2 separate regions of the Astyanax mexicanus genome follow, and region 2 is linked to region 1. A link is a contact called in public Hi-C data. All regions are on one chromosome and are shown on one strand. The core of a region is the stretch at or near the end of the contact, and the rest is flanking DNA. Distances in the headings are between cores, read along the strand shown.

Evidence for each region. A called contact is a pair of places that touch in the nucleus more often than the background predicts.
Region 2: a Hi-C map of muscle shows a contact between it and region 1, with 15 times the contacts expected there. The contact joins two enhancer-like sites. A contact is called at or near these places in 2 of 3 Hi-C or Micro-C datasets (both in muscle).

The regions. Positions count from the first base shown.
Region 1 is chr9:29,156,777-29,163,694 of AstMex3_surface, forward strand. malt3 (MALT paracaspase 3) reads right to left here. Exons shown (of 15, transcript XM_007235675.4): 14 at 5,272-5,388; 15 at 3,988-4,978. The coding sequence ends at 4,649. Among protein-coding and RNA genes, the nearest start is that of LOC103044356, 4.7 kb to the left of the region's middle. Within about 2 kb of position 4,790, the one cell type or tissue checked has an H3K27ac peak away from gene starts, as active enhancers do.
Region 2 is chr9:29,190,288-29,197,631 of AstMex3_surface, forward strand. alpk3a (alpha-kinase 3a) reads left to right here. Exons shown (of 13, transcript XM_015602010.3): 5 at 2,921-5,339; 6 at 5,590-5,737; 7 at 7,102-7,229. Among protein-coding and RNA genes, the nearest start is that of alpk3a, 11 kb to the left of the region's middle. Within about 2 kb of position 5,129, the one cell type or tissue checked has an H3K27ac peak away from gene starts, as active enhancers do.

The DNA.
Region 1 (6,918 bases), core at 3,540-6,039:
CAACTTAAAACATAAAGAATGTAACGTGGCAACAAAGTAATCCAACATCAACGTCTACTGCAAGCTAAAGTGCAGAATGCTTAATGCATGCATCCCTAACAGCAAAGAACATTGAATAAACGTTAAGTTTTTTTTGCATTGCATGTTTGAGTGTTAAAGATCCTTATAGGCATCAGTTATCATGTTTAAATTCTGTATCAACATTCATTTACATGTTTTTAATGCTTGGGGCTCTGAATCTACACTCACTTTAATGCTTTTAGGATAAATTTGTCTCCCACAAATAATAATATTGATTTTAATATTTATTATTTAAATATCCCTTTCTACACTGAAAGACATTAGCGATGGAAAAATGAACGATGGTTCAATGTCCTTTTGTTATCTGGAATATAAAAAAAACTGCTGAAAAAAGAACATTTACAAAAAAATACCATTAAAACAATAAATAGCAAAACAAATACAAAACAGACTGATTCTGCTACTGTCGTTTTATTGGTTTTATCGTTTATAAACATTATCATGTACAATACAATTTGACACGAATACTCCTGATGTCTTTATTTCATTTTATCTGTTTATACTTTTTTCTAGTTCAGTCCATTAACTGTAACTTACAACTAAATTTAATTTGTTGAATTTAGGTAAGGATTGGCCTAAACTGTAAATTAATTAAGCTCTGAAATTGTATGACTGTGTCAGCGTGTGATTAAATTTTTCCGCACCCGTGTTCAGTCAAATCCCGCCTCCTCAGCGGAGAACGCGTACTTTATTCTGATATAACGGAGGAACATTAACCACCAGCCAGTCCTCGCGCTGCAGGGCGGACCTGTGGGAATACGGGTAGAAAAAAAACAGCGACACGCAGCGAGAAGAATCACGACTGACTGTTTCAGTGTGACTCTCTGGCTCCGTCTGGCGGATTTGTATAGATACTTGGTTCATTGTGTCAGATACACAAAGGGGCATGCGAAAGTTTATCACCAATTAACATATCCCTTCAGTTACTGTGAAGAATTACTGTGAAGAGTTATTTTATAAAAAATCTGCATCCACTTCTCTTTAAACCCCACTGATTTATGCTCATTCTATTTTGCTTTCATCAGAATGTGATCCCAAAATGTCTTATGCAGAGTTTTGTAGTGAGGACCCACTGCAGAAAGTATTTGTGGCACTGCAGAGGAGCTGTGCATAACCACTGCTATTTCTGCTAAATCATTTTAAAGGTCTTTTACAGTCAAACAGAAGTTCTGAACTGCCTTTCTTTCACTCCGGAGTAGTTTCTCTTTTTTGGGTTGTCTAGACCTCAACTTTAGCCTTTCCTGGTTCCACTAATGATTTCTTTTTTTCAGCTTTCTCTGGATTTGTGAGAATCAAGAAAACATTTTTGAGTGCTTAGAGGAGCCTACAGTTGATGACTATAACTATCAGTAAATATGGACTGATAATTTATAAAGCTTAAAAAAATGCATCACATCTTTACTAATAATGATTGTGAATAAGCCATAGCCAGAAACATGGGCCAAAGAGCCTAAAAGTGGCGAGAGTGTTCAGTTATAGCTCAAAAAACGGGCCAGAGTCTAAAGCGGCGAGAGTGTACAGTTGTAGAGCAGAAAAAGGGCCAAAGAGTCTAAATGCGGCGAGAGTGATCAGTTGTAGCGCAGACAATGAATCAAAGAGTCTAAAAGTGGCGAGAGTGTTCAGTTGTAGCTCAAAAAACGGGCCAAAGAGTCTAAAAGCGGCGAGAGTGTACAGTTGTAGAGCAGAAAAAGGGCCAAAGAGTCTAAATGCGGCGAGAGTGATCAGTTGTAGCGCAGACAATGAATCAAAGAGTCTAAAAGCGGCGAGAGTGTTCAGTTGTAGAGCAGAAAACGGCCAAATAGTACTGACTGCAGCCTGCGGGATGGTGGAGTTGGACGTCCAGCGCATCCAGTCCCGCCCACTGGCTACAAGTGCAAGATTACAGAAAATAATTTTTTATTGTACAGTTTGATTGAGGTCAAATAACAAATTTTACATACAATTTTAACATTCCAATCAATTACATTACAAATAATAAAAAACAAGTAAACACAGATGATTTCCATTTGTTTTCATTACATATGAGAACATCCTTCCTTCATAAACATACCATGAGAGTAGTGGTAAAACTGCAGCAATACACCTGATTAGTTAATGTACTCTTCATAATCTCCTTTTTTGTTTTAACAAAAAACAAATCCCATTTGTCATGTCTCTGGAGTATAATTGATTACTAAAATAAAAAATAAAAAAAAAATAAAAAAATAGCTTACGCTACCTCCCGGCCGCTGCGCTCCTCCAGTGAACGTCGCCTCGCTTTGCCAAACATTCACACAAAGCAATCCAGACTGTTCTCATACAGAGTTCCCCAATGGTGGAACAAACTACCCTCCACTACCAGATCAGGAGAATCTCTCGCTATCTTTAAGAAACTCCTGAAGACAGAGCTCTTCAAAGAGCACTTACTCTCTTAACACCTCTAACACACTAACTACTTCTAACCTCATTTCCTTCTTCCCCTCCTTCACTCCTCTATCCTATTATTCCCCTTTGTCCTCCTTTTATCCCTATCCAAAGATGTTTTTCCTTTAAACTTATTTTACATTGTACTTGACTATTGTAAGTCGCTTTGGACAAAAGCGTCTGCCAAATGTAATGTAATGTAATGTAATGTAATGTAAAAAGGACCTCCATTATTAAAGGTATAAGTAAAAAAGAACGAAACATATCCCATTCTGTAATAAATGTAGCCTGAAGTAGCACACACTCAGCTTGTGATAATGTTGTTAGCTCTGTGTTTCTTTCTATATGATCTTAAGTGGAAAAGTGTTTACTCAACATTATTGCAGAAGCTACTGGGCAGTTGCCAAATAGTATTAGAAAATTATGTATAATTAATATAAAGAGCACTGTCATGAATACTTTAGTGAATAGTATTTACACATCGTTTTGTATATCTGTACTAATTTTCTGAAGGAACAAATGGTATTACTATTTTATTAATGTAGTGATGCGAGTGGAGATGTCTAAGGTTTCTGAATCCGTGTATCATTCGTTCATTTGATATTCAATTGAGAATCAAAATCGGAAAATTGAAAAACCAATTCGTTTTTTCGTTTTTTCGTTTTTGAATATAATACCAAAAAACGAATAACGGCTTGTATTTTGTATTTTTATTTGGTTATCCAAACAAAAATTGGAAATTTAAAAAACGGACCAGGAGCCGAATTTGATTTTGATTTTGAACTTGACCCATTTGTGTGCCCCGGACGTTACTGATTTGTTTATTCTTGGTGGGTTTCTGTTGCGCGGGAGTTCACTGCAGTGTTATCTACACAGTCTGTATTGCTGTAGGCTTTGGATGGAGTTGAGGATGGAGAGTTTTATCTTGTTCAGAGGAACTAAACGCGTTGCAGTGAAAGAAGACGATATGACAACAGAAAAAATCGGCAGGATCTTTCAGGTGTTTGTCTAACGTTCCGTAGCTAAATGTCATATTTAGTTAATGTTATTCTGTGAATTGCCGCCTACTAAATATGACATTTAGCTACGGAACGTTAGACAAACACCTGAAAGATCCTGCCGATTTTTTCTGTTGTCATATCGTCTTCTTTCACTGCAACGCGTTTAGTTCCTCTGAACAAGATAAAACTCTCCATCCTCAACTCCATCCAAAGCCTACAGCAATACAGACTGTGTAGATAACACTGCAGTGAACTCCCGCGCAACAGAAACCCACCAAGAATAAACAAATCAGTAACGTCCGGGGCACACAAATGGGTCAAGTTCAAAATCAAAATCAAATTCGGCTCCTGGTCCGTTTTTTAAATTTCCAATTTTTGTTTGGATAACCAAATAAAAATACAAAATACAAGCCGTTATTCGTTTTTTGGTATTATATTCAAAAACGAAAAAACGAAAAAACGAATTGGTTTTTTAATTTTCCGATTTTGATTCTCAATTGAATATCAAATGAACGAATGATACACGGATTTTTCTGCACGATCATCATAGATATTAGAAAACTGGAACATGTTTAAAAGATGCGTGTGACCTCATATGAAAGGTTTTGGGAATATGTTATCATGTTGGTAATGTAGTGAATTCTAGTGTAGTGTAGTTTCAAATTTGTGTTGGTCACAAACTTCAAACTTTTACGTAATACAGCAACTACCCAGCAGCCTCTGTTATACACTTTATAAAATATTAAATAATAATGTGTATCACATAACTATTATTAGGATAAAAATGCAGTACATTTGAAGCTATAAAACACTGAAATATTGCTTTAAACAGAATAGCCTATACATTTTTGTGTATGTGTTGTAACATGGTTTTAACAAAATATTTTTTTTTTTGGAAAAAACAAACCTGTAATGTAACTATCATAAACTAACTCATGTAGGGATGCAGTTCAGAAAAACTTTCCAGGAATGCATGCATAAAGCAGAGCTTAGTGATCCATGGTTGAACTGCAAAATCATCTGTCATATCTTCCTTGACTTGAGTCTTCAGCCTTGTTTTCAGCAGAGTATCTGTACTTTAACCAGAGTTAAGTGTTCCAGTGCATTCTCCACAAATCCATAACAATGAGCTATATTCATTCACAAGAAAAAAGTGAATATTTCTATGTAAATTCTTGTGGGTCATTTTCATCGTTCTCCTCCGGCTCATTGGTGCTAGCGGATGTTGTGTTTGATGAGATCTGGCAGATGTTTTCTGCCTTGCGGGTTGAAGGTCGCGCAGGGTGAGCAAGGCGATGTGAAGGCCGTCTGATGTCGGAGTCGTGACCTCTCTTAGGCTGTGCTGATTCCCGTCTCCTGTCCAGTGGCTTCCTCTGACTGAATCTGCAGGATGCTATCAGTGGCCGGTCGATGTCCACCTCTCTGTACTCGGTCAGCCGCACATTCCTGTCCCGGTGCGTGTAGCTTAACTTTATCTTGATCACCAGTGATCTCTGGTTATTGGATGCACAATGAAGTAAATGAGTTAACTGTGAGATTTGTGGGTAGTTTTTTAAACATTTTTAAGACAATGCTATTTGAATTTGGGCTTCAATAGAGCATGCAATATAAAGTTTTACAACAGCTTAAAATTCTTAATTCAGTCAAACAATACACTTTAACACTATAATAATGAAAAATAATATTAATAAAATGCTATATAATTGAAAAAAAAAACATACATCTTACATAGTGTTCTTTGTAAAAAAAAAATAAAACATTATGCAGAATAGTGCTGAAAGTGTACCTTGAGTCTTTGGAGGCAGCACAGTCTCAGACAGCAGTCAGGATAGTCTGCTTTGCTCAGCAGTAGAGATTGCATTTCATCTGAGCTGTCAGTTCCTGAGAAAATGTCCTCCATTGTCTGTAGGCAGAGTTACAAACATGCATTAAGCAAGTATATTTGGGCTTCAAAGATGGTTGTTCACTTTAATTTAGTTGGTTCTGTAAACAAGCTTATTATTGAATATGAAATTAAATATCAACAATAAAACAAGTTTGACATTTAATTATTAAGACATAATTTTCAAAAAGTGTCTGGGAGTGACCACTAATTTTGCAAAATCACCCAATACATTCAACTTGCTATTAAAGAACTGGTTTAGCGAAAAATAATACTGATTAATTATTCCTCTTACTGCAAATAAAGTTTATCAGCTAAGACATGTTACATGAACATTACTTTCTTAGTTCTTGAGTGCTAAAGCTGTGAGATTACTTAAGCTTACTTAGCCCTGCTACTCTGTTATGCGCATTCACACCTAGGGGTAGGGACTTCCGATTCTTGTTAGGCTGGGGGGTAGGAGAAAGAGGCACATTCAAAACAGAGGACTATGAGAATTACTGGCAAGATGGCGTCACAAGCGAAAGGAACCCATAAGTATTTTCCTTGGTAAAAGTATGATAATCTCAAGCTATATTAAATTACTTATACATTATATTATATTAGTTTAATGTGTAGTTTTATGTTGTAGTTCAATGTTTTATGGTCATTTTTTTATAACAAGCATGAAAAAAATGTTAGTAGTACTTCTCGGTAACTAGCTGGTTAGCTAGCTAAATTTCCTGTTTAACCTTAAATGGTGCAACAGACAGCCAAATCTAATGAAATTAAATAATAAAAAAAGATAATTTCAGCTCTCCATCACAGAACAATAAAGGGCTGAACATCAATAATTAATTGCTGCACCACCTTCCACCTTTTTGAAGACATGGCCAAAAATGAACTAAAATCCAGCAGCTAGGTTGCTGAACCTTAGACATACATTCTGATCACAGGTTCTTAAAGGGTTGTCCCACATCTTTAGGGGAGGATTCCAATGGGAAGGATAACAAGTGAAAAAAAAGTGAAAAATTATAGCGGTACAAACTAGAAATGGGATTGGGCCTAAGTCTAAGTGACCATAATAAACAGAAGGTTGAATCAAGCATTAATGGAAAATTCAGATCTGACATTTCCAAAGACTATTGACTTATAAATCTTGTTGCACGAGTTCAACACTAAAAACAACATTAAACAACATCCCCCACACTGAATCTATTTTGGACCACATTACATGGCTGATCCCATGGCATAAAAAAGGCACTTTCTTTTTTTCACCACTAGAGGTCAGGGGATTACTGGCTTTCTCTGCTTTCATACATGGTTTCTCATACTGTGTTTGCAAAAACACTTCAGCAGCCTTGACACCTGAAGCTGAAGCTGGACCGTTCATAGCGTACTCTAGAGGTCACATACTGTACAAGCTGTAATGAGTGAACCTGAATCCAGCACCATATACAAGTGGAAAATGCCTAGCTGTGCTGTCTAAATTCTGTCTGGCTCAAACTACAAACTTCCACTGGATACAAACACACCAGCCTCATAAGGTAACACTGAATTATCTTTTAAGAA
Region 2 (7,344 bases), core at 3,879-6,378, 34 kb after region 1:
GAAACACATTACAAAAGCAACTCTTGAGTTCCTTAAAGCAAAAGAAATCTGAGTCAGTCATCTGACCTAAAGCAGAGTCTGCTTTTTACTAACTGATGACAAAAGTAAAGTAAAAATATTTTGTAACAAGAACAAAACAGGAATTCTGGGCCTTTTTTCTTGGGGAAAGGGTCAAAATATTACATATATGTTAAAAAAATATACATACGGTAGACCTATTTCTTTAAATGTCCCGTTACAATTTTGACCATGACCAGATAAATTGGTTAAGAAAAGCTAATTTTGGTTAAAAGCTTTTCTTCTGGTTGAATATTTGTCAGTGTTCATGGCAAAATTGATAAAGATTTTTTTTCTTTTTTGGTTTGCTCACACAGACCTGACTTTTAAGGCCCTTTAATGTAATTTTACAACCACATTAGGTTTGTGATTGTGGTCATTGTCCTTTTAGTACCCACAACTCCATGCTTTATAATTTTATAGCTATTGCTTATGATTATGCTAAAGAATTATTTTTTTTCTTATTCAATACACTTTGCAGTGTCCCAGTTCCAAAATAGTTCCCATTTCCCGAGAACATGTTGTTACCAGTTTGCTTAACACTTTTGTACAGTGTTTTTAGGGTTTTATTGTTTATTTTTGCATTGGTAGATATTGTAGATATTTAAGCAAGAGCTTCTTTCTTGTATAGCAGTTTATGATGATGTCAAAATTGCTTGACTCAGCAGCTGTCAGTTTGGTCCAGGCCTGTGCCTTGGTGTGTCTTAAGTTATTGAGAAATTGAGAAACCATCTGAACTATTTTTTTCTCTCAGCTGAGAGTGGCTGATGATGATCTTTATTAAGATTATACAAAGTGTTTACACTTCCCAATAATATGATTCAACTTATATGCTTGGAATCTGCTATTGCTAATAATATTTAAAAACCTGTTTCCAGAAAAAAACTGTTAATCTTTTGATTTCAGCTGGTGTTCATGATGTATGCCAGTGATTTTAATGTGTAATGTGTTTACAGTGCTTTGTAGAAATGATTGCATTACATTATTGCATTACTGGATGACAAATGGCAAATATTTCCACAGTATGTTTATTGCAAACAAATTCTTAAATAAAGCTTAATATTAGACGCCTTCCATTGAATAACCTTTTTTTTGGAGAAAAATCTGCTTTATTTAGATAACTGATTTCTTCCAAAAGGCAGAAATGTTTGATTTATGGTTATTTATTAGAAAGGCTCATTTGTCAGCAGTTTCTCACTCTCTGGCCCCTATCTTTCACCATGCGTAAGGAGCATCGCAGTGCTCATTGCCACCTTTCACCCTGCCAATAGTCAATTTTCAGGCCTGCCAAAGTCAAAGTGAACCTGACTCTTAAAGGGAATGGCAAGTGACGCGCTGAGTGGTTTATTTCACATTTTGCACAAAACACAGCCATGATTAATTAAGAGAATAAGTACATGTCTTTTAAGCATTTTAGAGCCGTGAAAACCATACTTTTCACGTCCTTGCGATACCAAAGACAAATTAATACGCCCTATATGGGACAATAAAATCTCATCTAGTCACACAAGAGATATATTTTAGTTAAATAAAACCCTGCCAATGTAAATCCAGATACTATCCTAATATAGATTCTTTGTTAGTGCCAGGTGTAAAAAGGCTCTTTGATTGCTATTGTGTTTTTATTAAAAAAATAATTTCTCTTTAGCCACTATCTCATGTGGCCAGTTTTTAGGAGAGCTTTTATTGGCATAATGCTGTGGGAAAGCCTTGTCTATGCTGTGTCTATTATGTATTTTTTTATGATATGTATTTAAAATGCTATACTAAATAATTTAATTATATGGCATCTTTAAAAGATCCAGAGGTAGAGGTCAATGCTAATATAGAAGTCTTTTTTTTTAGGAAATTATCCTTCATCTGTGTGATTTTTTTCATAACATGGCACAAAATTTTAATATATAAATATAACTTCTAAATCATACAGCACCCTTTTTGGGAGATTAAATGCATTTTGTTTTTTAAATTCCAAAAGAATAATACACTTTGCGACACAACTGCAGTTGCCTATATAATGAAATACATTTAATGATCATAAGATCAGCACAGACATTGTAGAATTTGCATTGGATTACAAGCAGATGCACAAACACTGTCAGATGCCCTTCACAGTGTGTAGCTCTCAGTTTACTTCTCTGTATATTTGTTTTGGGTGGCGGTGATCATAAAAGTGTGGGTCATGTGTTTCTTCTGATGTTTTCTGTGTTTATAATGACCTCAGCAGAAGTAAATGTCGTAGGTAAAATGGAGACACTGTAAAACTCTGAGAGGTGATAAAAAATAGGTTGTTTTCCTGTATTGATAATCAGAAAGTTGCAAAATCTTGTTATTAAGCCTGTTGGCCAATTCTTACTTTGCCTTTTGTAAACAGATATAAGTTATTTTTTTATATTTTCCTGAAAAAAATAGGATTACATTATACAAGCAAAGTACAAGCAATACAAGATTTTATTAACACTAATTATATTGTAATATAACATATTGTCATGGAATAAATAAAAATAAATTAAGCTGTTACCAATCACATGTCAATCTGTAAATATACTCTAGTATATATATCCAGCTACACTACAAGTCTGTATAGTTTATTGTTAGGCTTTTATAGGACTTGGGGACTTTCCAGTGTCTTTGTTCAAAGCAGATATTTTGATCACCATTCACATGAATTTCAATGTCATCTGTTACACTGATCTGTCGTGGATGACTGTCAGCTGTTCACTATTCGCTGCAATGTGAGAAGATGCCATGCCATGACTGTGGGCAACTAAACTGCAGTAAATCACTGATCACTTATACTGCAGCATAGTTACAGAGCATGCTTGTTTACATCTTGTAATAAGCGCTTGTGTGTGTTTTTCTCAAGGCCACAGAAGATCGTACAGAAGGCAACACAAATGAGGACATGGCCAATATGCCGTGTGAGACTGCTGAGGAGGAATGTACTTCTCCCATGGATCAGGTGGCACGAGCTGATGGAGAAATGCATGCTGCTGGGGAGCGAGACTATACCGCAGACTTTACACAGAAGCCAGAGGCCTCGCTGACAGGCCCAAACATGACAGACCTGGAAAGCACAGAGGGCTATCCCGAGGTTCACCTTTCACAGCCAGTCGGCCATACTTCTCCTCTGGTGCCAATCAAACTTGAAGAAGAGGAGAAAATGAATGTAGATGAAAAAGAGGCAGAAAAAAGCTGTCCTTCTGTGAAGGAAACAGAACCAAATGTGCTGAAGACGCAGGAAGGATGTTCTCTTATGAAAGAAAGTGAAGGCAAAGATGAGATAAGGGCAGCAATAGCAGTAGTCACAAATCCCACAGAGGACACTAAGACTGTTGAGGTTACAGGCCAGTCACCTGTTTCTTTACAAGAAACCAAACAGGAATGTCAAACTGATGTTCAAGATGAACCCACCTCAGAGCCAAGCATGGACAGTCTTCAAGAAAATAAAAATTCCATCCCTACAGTGATGATTGTCCCTGTGGAGAATGAGCAGCAAGCTGTAGAAGCATGTGTTAAAGGTAATGATAAAATGGATGGAAATGTTAGTAGTGCTGAAAGTGATGCAAGCAAAGCTGATAGTAATGACGAAAGAACAAAATTGAATGTAGATGAAGTGGAGCTGGGTATGAGTACTAAAGAAAAGAAAGTGGATGTTGTTGAAAAGAAGGAAAACAAGAATGTTAGCTCTGATCATGGTGCTTCAGGTACTGGGCTACAACCAGATGTCTCTAAATATACTAGACAATCTGAAGTGGAGGGAATACAAACGCATTTAAGCCCAGTCACAGCAGATAAACCCAAGACCTTCACCAAAGTTCAGACTGAGAGATACATGGTTGAGTCTAAGGACCAGTCTCTGACTCCTCCAATCATAATCCTTCCAGACACAAGGGAAACGGTCATTAAAAATGTAGCCAAGATGAGAGCTACACCAGTGATCCCAGAAATCAAAGTCACTGCCTCAGAAAAGGTCAAACGTGAGGAAACTGTTAGTGTCCCCAGAATCGATGCCCTGGTGTCAGAACCTGAGAGAGTTTTGCAGCCGTTGGCACAAGAAGTCGCACACATATTTAGAGATAATGAACCCAAATCGCAAGAGCCAACAGATGATGCAAAAAGAGCACAAAGTGAGGTCACAAAAGAGGACAAGATAGTGACTAATGCACAATCTGTAGGTGTTACTCCTACTCAGCAAGAAAGGAATGTAAATTGCTCTCCTTCATGCCAAAGAAAGCAGGAGCTTCAAAATCAAGAGTCAAGAGCGGGCCACAGAGAAGATCAAGCAAAGGCCACAAGTGGGTGGAATAGAGGAAATGACATCAGCAGCATTCCTACAATCAGCATAGCATGTGCTGATGATGTTACACCTTCTCAAGACGGGCAAGTACCTGGCCAGCTTGCCCTCAATGATACAGTTCTGCCTGAGGGCGTTGATCCCAAAATGCAAGTGTATACACTTCCCTCTGTCTCCACTGCACACAAAGAGAACACTCCAGAAAACAATACAACAAATGTACTGTCACCAGATTCTTTGGCTGCCATACTCAGAAAAGTTGAGGGTGATCTGAACCATTTAGGCAACAGAAGTACTGGAACAGAAAGTGTGTCTGACAAAAGGACTTTAGAGACGCAAACCAGCTCTGATGTTCACTCACTCTTATCAGCAAAAACATCTGATGTGGATCCTGAAGTAGATAGGCTCCAAAGGGATAAACCTGCAATGGAGAAACTTGGCCTAACAGCCCCTGTGGGACCTACACTCCCCCCACTGAGCCCAGCTAGTTTGCGTAGGCTTATGGCAAAAAATAACCCGAATTTAGAAAGTCAGAGTTCCATTCCAGCAATCTCAGCAGACGGAAGTGAGAAGAAAGGTGAAGAGAGTGGAGGTAGCACACCCACGTCAACTCTGTCCTGTGAGAGTAGTCCCAAAATGAAGCGGCGTGACAGCCTGACCCTCATCCCGTCCGCCACCCCAGAGGAACTGGCATCTGGGGCCCGCCGAAAGATCTACCTTGCCAAAACAAAGTCTGAAGATGAGGGATTGGACACTACCAATAAGAGAGACAGTCCAAAAATGTCCCCCAGCCAGGCACGCAGGGCAGCTTTCTTGCAGCTTCAGAGTGGACAGCAAACTCCACCTATGGAAAGGCGTTCACCCTTGCTTGGACGTCGAAAAACCACATTGGAGGTGCCAAAACCTAAGGAGGAGACCACAGAGGAGACAGACAATTCAAACACAGAGAGCAAACCTGCAGAGAAAGAGAAGCTAGACCCATTTAAAGGTAAAAAAAAAATATTTATTACTAATTCTTTATTATTTCATTATGTTCATTAAGTCACAATATGGTGATTTTATCTTTATCTGGAGCTTAGCTGCCTGTTGCGTCCAGTCCTTTGAGATAACTGAGAGTGGAATCTGAATAAGGGATGTGGAATGTTGGAATGTTGGATAGAAGCACATGGAAACCTAATCCAGGATATCATTACTTTACCTTAACTTCAATGGGATGCCCCAATCCCCTCTCTGCTTAGCTCCTCAGGTAATCCGAAAGATCAGGGGAGAACCGTTCTCCGACGCCTCTGGCCACTTGAAGCTGTGGTGTCAGTTTTTCAACGTGCTCAGTGACTCCACCATCACCTGGTTCAAGGATGAAGAAGAGATTATGAAGTTTACAAGAAGGTAAATCTTTTTTTTTTTTATTCTCATAAAAATGTAACTCATCTGACCATACATTTGTTTGCTTTTCTGTGCTAGATAATCCACATTGCAAGCAAGGTCATAATGTGTGAAAAAGCTGTGTACTTGCCTCCTGTTCCTTTCTTTAAAAAGGTTGGGCGTCCAAATGGGTCCAGTGGAGAGGTGATGCCTGTTTTTACCCCACTGGGAGGATCCATCGATGGGAAGGGCAAGGGGCTCTGCTCTTCTCAGGGGAACTTCTAAAACTGAAAAAAATAGTGTAGTTCACAGAGCATGGCCAATCAAATAATACTTATCGGCAATGGCTATGTAATTTTGGTTAAATAATAAAACAGTATTGTGATTTTATTGTTTGTGTTGTTTTGTGATAATTTACCCCTGCCAGCTGCCAGAAAGAATGAAGTTTTTGGGGCTTCTTCTTTAAATGTTTTAGATGTTCAGCAAAAAGTTTTTTTTCTCCCCCAGTCTGTGTTAGCAGCGGGCTAGTGTGCTAAGAGAGGGAGAATTTGGTTTAATGGTTAAGGGCACAACGCCGTGGCTATCCCTACACATTTTTTCCAAACTAAAGTCTGAGTATGGTGTGTAAATAATGTGTATATATATATATATGTATGTATATATATATATAAAACCTTTTCGTTTTGTACAGTTTTTGTGCTTGTCTTTCCACTCCACTTTATGGTTTACCTCACAGCTATAGACCTTGCTTTTTAGCCTCACGTTACCCCAAAGTCCCCATGCAGGGTAGGCTCCTATGAGAGATCCTATGCTCTAAGCCACTGTCACTATGAAATTCTGGATCATGCTGCTTGTCATCTGAGAGAGCACAATTGGTCTTGCGATGAGCTTTGCCTCAGTGATGAGGCATCAGTGGCAGTTCTAAAAAGTAACAAAGGAGACATGTGCTAAACTTCACCCTCCTATTGTTAGTGGAGTTCATACAAACTAGTTTTGTGTAAATGGCCTTCTAAATTTAGAAACAACAACAAAAAAAACAGATTTAAAGTTACTGCTAAGGTTTCTGCATAGGCTTTAGGCCCATATACACGTGAACCCTACAGCTGGGACACAGGAAGATGAAGCTAATGCCAGAAGGAGTGGTGGTAAACTGACACCAATCCATTTCAACATCAGAGGAGAGGGTATTAAAGTCTATATTTGTGTCACTAGATGCAATGTCAGCAGACCCGCACCTTGGACTTCCACATTCGCCCACAAGTACTGCCAATGTGCACATTTCTGTACAGCAGTGCCCTCATGTGGGCAATCAACAATCACACTGATTTAGGTAAGCTGAGCCATCGACCCATCGGCTAATAGATATCATCAAAACTTCTGTTTTCCAGTGCAGGGGATGAAAGTCAGGTGGCACTGGCCATTGTCCAGGCGTCCAGCAAAGACTGCGGAGTGTATGGCTGCACGATCAAGAACGAATATGGCACTGACTCCACTGACTACTTACTCAGCGAAGACAGTAATCCTGCATTTACTCATTGATTCACTGTTTGTAAACTGAACCAAAAACTGTCTAGTACACTGAACCTACCTTGTATTAATATCAATACCTTGTATTCCCTCTTCTCTCTTCT